2 separate regions of the Gossypium arboreum genome follow, and region 2 is linked to region 1. Evidence: chromatin contacts called from public Hi-C data. All regions are on one chromosome and are shown on one strand. The core of a region is the stretch at or near the end of the contact, and the rest is flanking DNA. Distances in the headings are between cores, read along the strand shown.

The links. A called contact is a pair of places that touch in the nucleus more often than the background predicts.
Region 2: a contact with region 1 is called in a Hi-C map of leaf, with 6 times the contacts expected there. The contact joins the promoter of LOC108469863 here to the promoter of LOC108474523 in region 1. A contact is called at or near these places in 2 of 5 Hi-C or Micro-C datasets (both in leaf).

The regions. Positions count from the first base shown.
Region 1 is chr8:24,305,237-24,308,096 of ASM2569848v2, forward strand. LOC108474523 reads right to left here and starts at 1,279. Exons shown (of 6, transcript XM_017776471.2): 1 at 1,149-1,279; 2 at 1-612. The coding sequence starts at 604.
Region 2 is chr8:24,590,240-24,593,218 of ASM2569848v2, forward strand. It overlaps LOC108469863 (FT-interacting protein 3-like), which reads right to left and starts at 1,689. Exons shown (of 2, transcript XM_017770936.2): 1 at 1,464-1,689; 2 at 1-704. The coding sequence starts at 630.

The DNA of each region.
Region 1 (2,860 bases), core at 29-2,528:
CTGTGATTCCCAGTTTGCTACGATTTTGAACGGCGACCATCACCAACAAGGCCACCAAGCCTGCTCCAAGGGAATGACCTGCAAATGTCAAAGTGTAGCTAGGATTCTTCTTAAGTAATTCCCTTAAAACCTCACACTCGGCATCAAAAACCCACTCGGCGGCTTTCAATAACCCGTTGTGGACATATCCACCATCAAATTTGGTCTGCCCCAGTTTGTTATCAAGCAAAACAGCATAATCACTTTCCTTGGCTAAGTTAAGTCCCCTAACAGCAAACACAATATCAGCATTTTCATGATCTAAATAAATCATGTAAGGTGGAGCTCGGCCTTGAGTTTCTTGGTCATTTCTTCTTAAAAAAACCCAATCAGGGTTAATGCCATAACCTCCAGGGGGTGCCCAAAGCGGGTTATGGAGATCATCTTCATAAACAGCTAGAATTAAACGACAAAGACGTGGGACTGGCTCAAATTCTTCCACTGTGGCTAAACCCCAGTGCTCGCTTTCATGGCCAGCAGTGTATAGACATTTCTGCCATGCCCAACGAGCACAGGCTAAACAGTAGACACATTCAAGGACGGGACAGCAACAGGCGATTGACATAGGCTCCCCTATGAATCAAACACATTTAATAACACACCATGGATCAATGTAAAGATTAAACAATATGAAATAAATACAAAAGCAGGGCTTTTTTTTTAAAAAAAAAAATCAATGGTGGAAACTGTAAAGGGTAACTTAAGTTTTCAAAGGAACTAGCCAATCAATAGGCTCTGAAAAATCCTAAGTTGGTTCACGTGTCAACCAAAAGAGAAGATGAAGAAGGGAATTCCAGATGATCAGGAAGAAACTACAAGAAAATTCTTATAATTTCACCTTGGGATTTGAATAAAAAGTGATGGACAGAAAAAAAGATCAAAAATTTTAAAATAAAAGGAGAAAACTTTGAATCAAAAAAAGGGGGAATTCAAGAAGGAAAAAGAAAGGGTATGAGGATTTGGGGTATGTGAACATTGAAGAAGCTTAATGGTGGGGTTTGTTTTATGGGTACACAGCTACCTTTCTAATTAGCAAAGGAGAAAGAAGAGACAAAAGCTTGAAAAAGAAGCCATGGCTGAATCGGCTATAAAGCTTTGTTTGTTAGTACCTGCTAGTCAAACACATTTTCGCTTGTTTTTGAGACTTTGAGTTGGCTTCAGAGAATCTACGCAAATGGAATCATTCCATTCGCTGCTTCCATGCGCGTATGCTTTCTTGCTAGTTACTTAACTATTGACTGGAAATTAATGGCTCAACTGGTTCGGCCCATTTTATTATTGGGTCCAAATGGTTGAAACTTCCTTCGTTTTTGTTTCTCAGCAATTATGGATTTCTGAAATTTTTGGTTAACAGGCCCAATGGAGCCCCGACCCGAATTACAACAGGAATGAAATTATTTTTGTGCTTTCCATCGAAATTTAGTAAATTTCTAAATTTAATTTCCGTTGAGGTGTAATGATATGGTATTTGAGATGACCTTTTTTTTTTTTTTTTTACTTGAGAAAAAAAATACTCTGAAATCAAGTTGGAAAAAATATGATAAATTTAATGTTTTAAGTTTTTTTAACATATACGATTTATGGTTGAAACAGAGTTATATGCTCAGGCCTTCAACTTTCCCTTCCATCAGTCCAAGACCAGTTGCGCCGGAGATCTGAGACGGTGAAGCCGACGAAAGATGCGAAGATTTAGAGAACTTGAAGGGGGCGTAGCGTATGATGAAAGTGAAAGTGAGAAATTAGGGTTTTAGTTTTAGAAATTGGTTTTTGTTCAAAAGAAGGAACGACAGATTGGAGTATTGGACAGAGGGAAAAAAAAAGAAAAAGAGGAAGCCCTATTTTCAAACAAGTATCCTGGTTTTCAAATTTCAAAGCCCAATCCAGTAAATGCTTAATTTGCCAAAAATATGATTTAATAAGTATTGTTTGGGCTGGCTGCTCCTGCACTAAAAAATCTTACTTGAAGTCCGGTCTATTTAAAAAATGAGATTTAATTTTTTGTTCAAATCTATTTTATGAATTTATATTTTTATCTAAATTCTTTCATTTTTCAGACAGTCCTTCTAGTCTTGTCAAGTGGCTCAGACATTAGATTAGTCTACTTTAGGTTGGGTGATGAAAAGGTAAGGCATGTAATTGCCTTACTTGATAAATTGATAATTCCACATTCAAAAATACTTTATCCCCACTGTTTTTTTAGGAGTAAATTACACCATTAGTTATTAAACTATAGGTAAGTTTTTGTTTGGATTACTTAATTAAAAAAAGTTAAAAATTAATTCAAAAGTTTCCATTTAAGTCATTGGGCTGTTAAGTTTTTTTTTTTTAAATAGTTTCGCTGATAGGTACGATGGGTCAATATCCATCAACGAGTAAAAGAACATTCCTTAGATTTAAGCCGATTTGACAGTCAATGTCAAAGATCGAAGAAAAAAGTTATTTGAATTTTAGTTTGTAAATTTGTGACTTTCAAAATTGTTTCATGAAAAAAACTAAACTGTAGAGGAGAAGAGAAAAAAGAGCTTTTGATTGGTGCAAGCAATGCAAATAGAGAAAGCTATATATAGCATCAATTTTAATAGTTCAATGACTTAAATGAAAACTTTTGAATAGTTCAGTGACCAAATTGTAACTTTTTTTAGTTAAATGACAAAAAAAAAATTTACCCATAGTTTAGTGACTAACAGTGTAGCCCTTTTTAAGGTTTTGATTAATTATTATATACTAGAAATATGTGTGTTAAAACCATAGATTTAGAATACAAATGTGTGTTTAGAAATAACATACAATAAACAATCAAACATATTGTTTGAAACTAATT
Region 2 (2,979 bases), core at 439-2,938, 290 kb after region 1:
TGGTTGAGATGATGAACCCGGGAACGCCTGTGGTCCGGATTTCATCTCATGTACTCCATAATTCATTTGTTGTTGGGGTGGTGCTGGGGTAACTTTTTGCTGCTGCTGTTGTGGCTGCTTTGCATTTGGAAGATGAAAAAATGTGTGTCTTTTGCCATTTTTCTCTTTGGAAATTGACTTCGGGACTACATCCGGTTCCATGGCTGGAAGTGGATTCGAAGGTTTTATCGAAGGATCATCAGTAACAAACACTTTCAAACCAAGCTCTCCTTTCGCACGGGAGAAAATGCTTCGTTTCTCAAGAGGGTAGTGCAAAACAACCGCATCGGAGTAATTCACGAACGATGGTGCAGTGAGTCGAACCTTCCCAAGACAAGTCTTCGCGTTGTTTGCTTTGTTATGGTTGTAAACAAAAGCTTCAAGTGGGAGGCTTGACAACTTGTTTGGATCCGATACATTGAAATAGAAACTCTCGTTCCATACCGGATTGAGATCTTTCTCTTTAGTAGTGGTCCGGCATCTCTGGCCATCGAACTCGAGCTCCACAAAGGCACAGAATGATCCCTGCCCATCTTTGGCTAACAGGTCATGCGCCCCCACCACCTCCACCCCCAACTTGAGACTACTCATAGTTTGTATCAATCAAACCGGAACCAGAAATCACTTTATTGACTATCGATAATTGAAGTCGATCAAAATAATACCTGAAATAAAAAGAAAACTAACAGTTTAACAATGATAATTCATGTATGAATTTAAAACAGATGAATTTCAGTCCCTCCATGAACAAATAAGCAAGCAATATCGAAAGGATATAAGCACTGAAAATGCAAAAAAGCGCAAAACACAACAAATTAATACAACAAGAACCCAGTATAATGAGAATTAGCATGAAACTGCAATGAATTTTTTTATATATAAATAACTATTTTTTTCAATTTAAATTCTCCAAATTCTTGACAACAAAGCAGTATATAATCTGTAATTTTATCATGTAAAATTATGAAAAAGGAAAGTTGAGATTCCAGTCAGAGATTAAAAAGGGGAAATAATTCCATGAATTTTTTTCTCATACTAAAGCAAGATTCTGAGAGAAAGATACCATACTTTAGTTTCACATCAGAATATATATATACACACACATAGGATCTTTTTGATCCTTTTACAAAATCAAAGCTCAGTCTATGTTTCCTTCTGGGAAACAATTACTGGGTTTTTTTTTTTTGTTATTTAAGAAACTTATAGCAAAAACTTTCCTCTATGAAAAGCGTCTATTTTTTTTTTTTTTAAAGTTTGAAGAAAGAAAAGGAAGAATCAGCTTACTTTTTTCAGGTTTCAAAGAACACCCAACAATCAGATACCAAGAGTAGAAAAAACCCCGAATACACAATAAAAATTAAATAAAATCATCGAACAAGAAGAAAAGAATTTAAGGGAATTTAAAGAGATTAAAAACAACTGACCTCTGTTTTAAAAGCTGAAAGCTCTGTTAGGAAAGTGAAAGGAAGCTTGAAAGGAGTGTATATGATAGCATCTATGAAACTTAGGAGAGAAGGAGATTAATTTAAAAATTTAGAAATAAAATACAGTTTGACCGAGAGAATATCAGAGAGTCGTCTAAAACGAGTAAAATGAAATGTTTTTTTCTGAAGATGATGGAGATAAATTAAAGAAAAATCAAAACGAAATAAGAAGGGATTCACTGTTTAAATTTAATTATCAGTTTCCAACTTTCCTTTTTTCCCTTTTGGTTAAATTTCACGAAAGTCCCTGTAACATTCTTGGGAAATTTAGTTTATGTGCTAAAATTTGTCATTTTTAACCTTTTACTTTTTCAAAATGTGTATTTTTAAATTTTATTAAATAATTTCACTTGGATTTTTTAAAATATATGATGCTGCGGCATGTATACTTTGCAATTATTTTTAGTTTTGGATAAATATTATACAGTTTTCTTTTCTTTAAACGTGTAAAAAATTGTTACCATATAAAAATATCAAAATTTATATGCCAAATCATCATATTTTTAAAATTAAACCATTCCAAATTATCTGAAAAAATTAACAAAAAAATAACCACCTATTTCGAAAATATAGGATCAGAAAGGGTCAAATTACAATAGAAGGATTAAAAATGAAAAAAAGTATAAAAAAGGGTCTTTCAAGAAATATCGACCTTGTTTTTCACTTCTAATCTTATACGACAACGATACGGGTGTTGACGTTTTTTTTTTCTTTTTAATACAATTTCAACACTCTTGAATGTGCTCGTAATGGCACGCGCTGTACTTTATTGACACGTGTGGTAATTCTTTTCAAATTGCGTGTCGATGTCGTCTTTAGTTGACTGTTCTTTAATTTAATTTAGCGTGTTTTTCAAATTATTTTGACAACTTAACTGAAAATTAGATGATTGGTTCAAAAAAAAAAAATGAATATATGAATTTGTTACATTGTTCATTAATGTTTTTACGAAATGAAAAGTTTTAACTCTTTATTTTATTAAATTTTAGGGTATAATTAGGTATCAATTAAAATAATTTATCAATTGGCCAGATAAATGGTTTTAATGTATTGCTTTTATTAATAAAAATAATTATTTTTTAAAAATGAATTTTGTTGTGGGCTTTCCTCCTCCATTCATTTTCCAGATTTTATTTAGTTGATCAACAGGAAATTAAAAAGCAAAATAGAATAAAGCAAAACTTTTTGGTTCAAGGACTAGTATTCATGCTTTCCTTATTCAATGTGCTAACATTTAATAACACCAGCTAATTAGTTTTGGGAAATAAAAATACAATTATTTACAGTAAAAGAGGAAAACAAATTTGAAATTCATAACTTAGTATTCTATCCAAAAAATTCCTAAATTAGTCAAACTTGATTTTATTATGTACAAAACAACTTAAATGAGTAAAATTGTTCTCATGTAAAATTAATTAGGATTTTTTTGCATATTTAAATATGTATAGAATAGTTG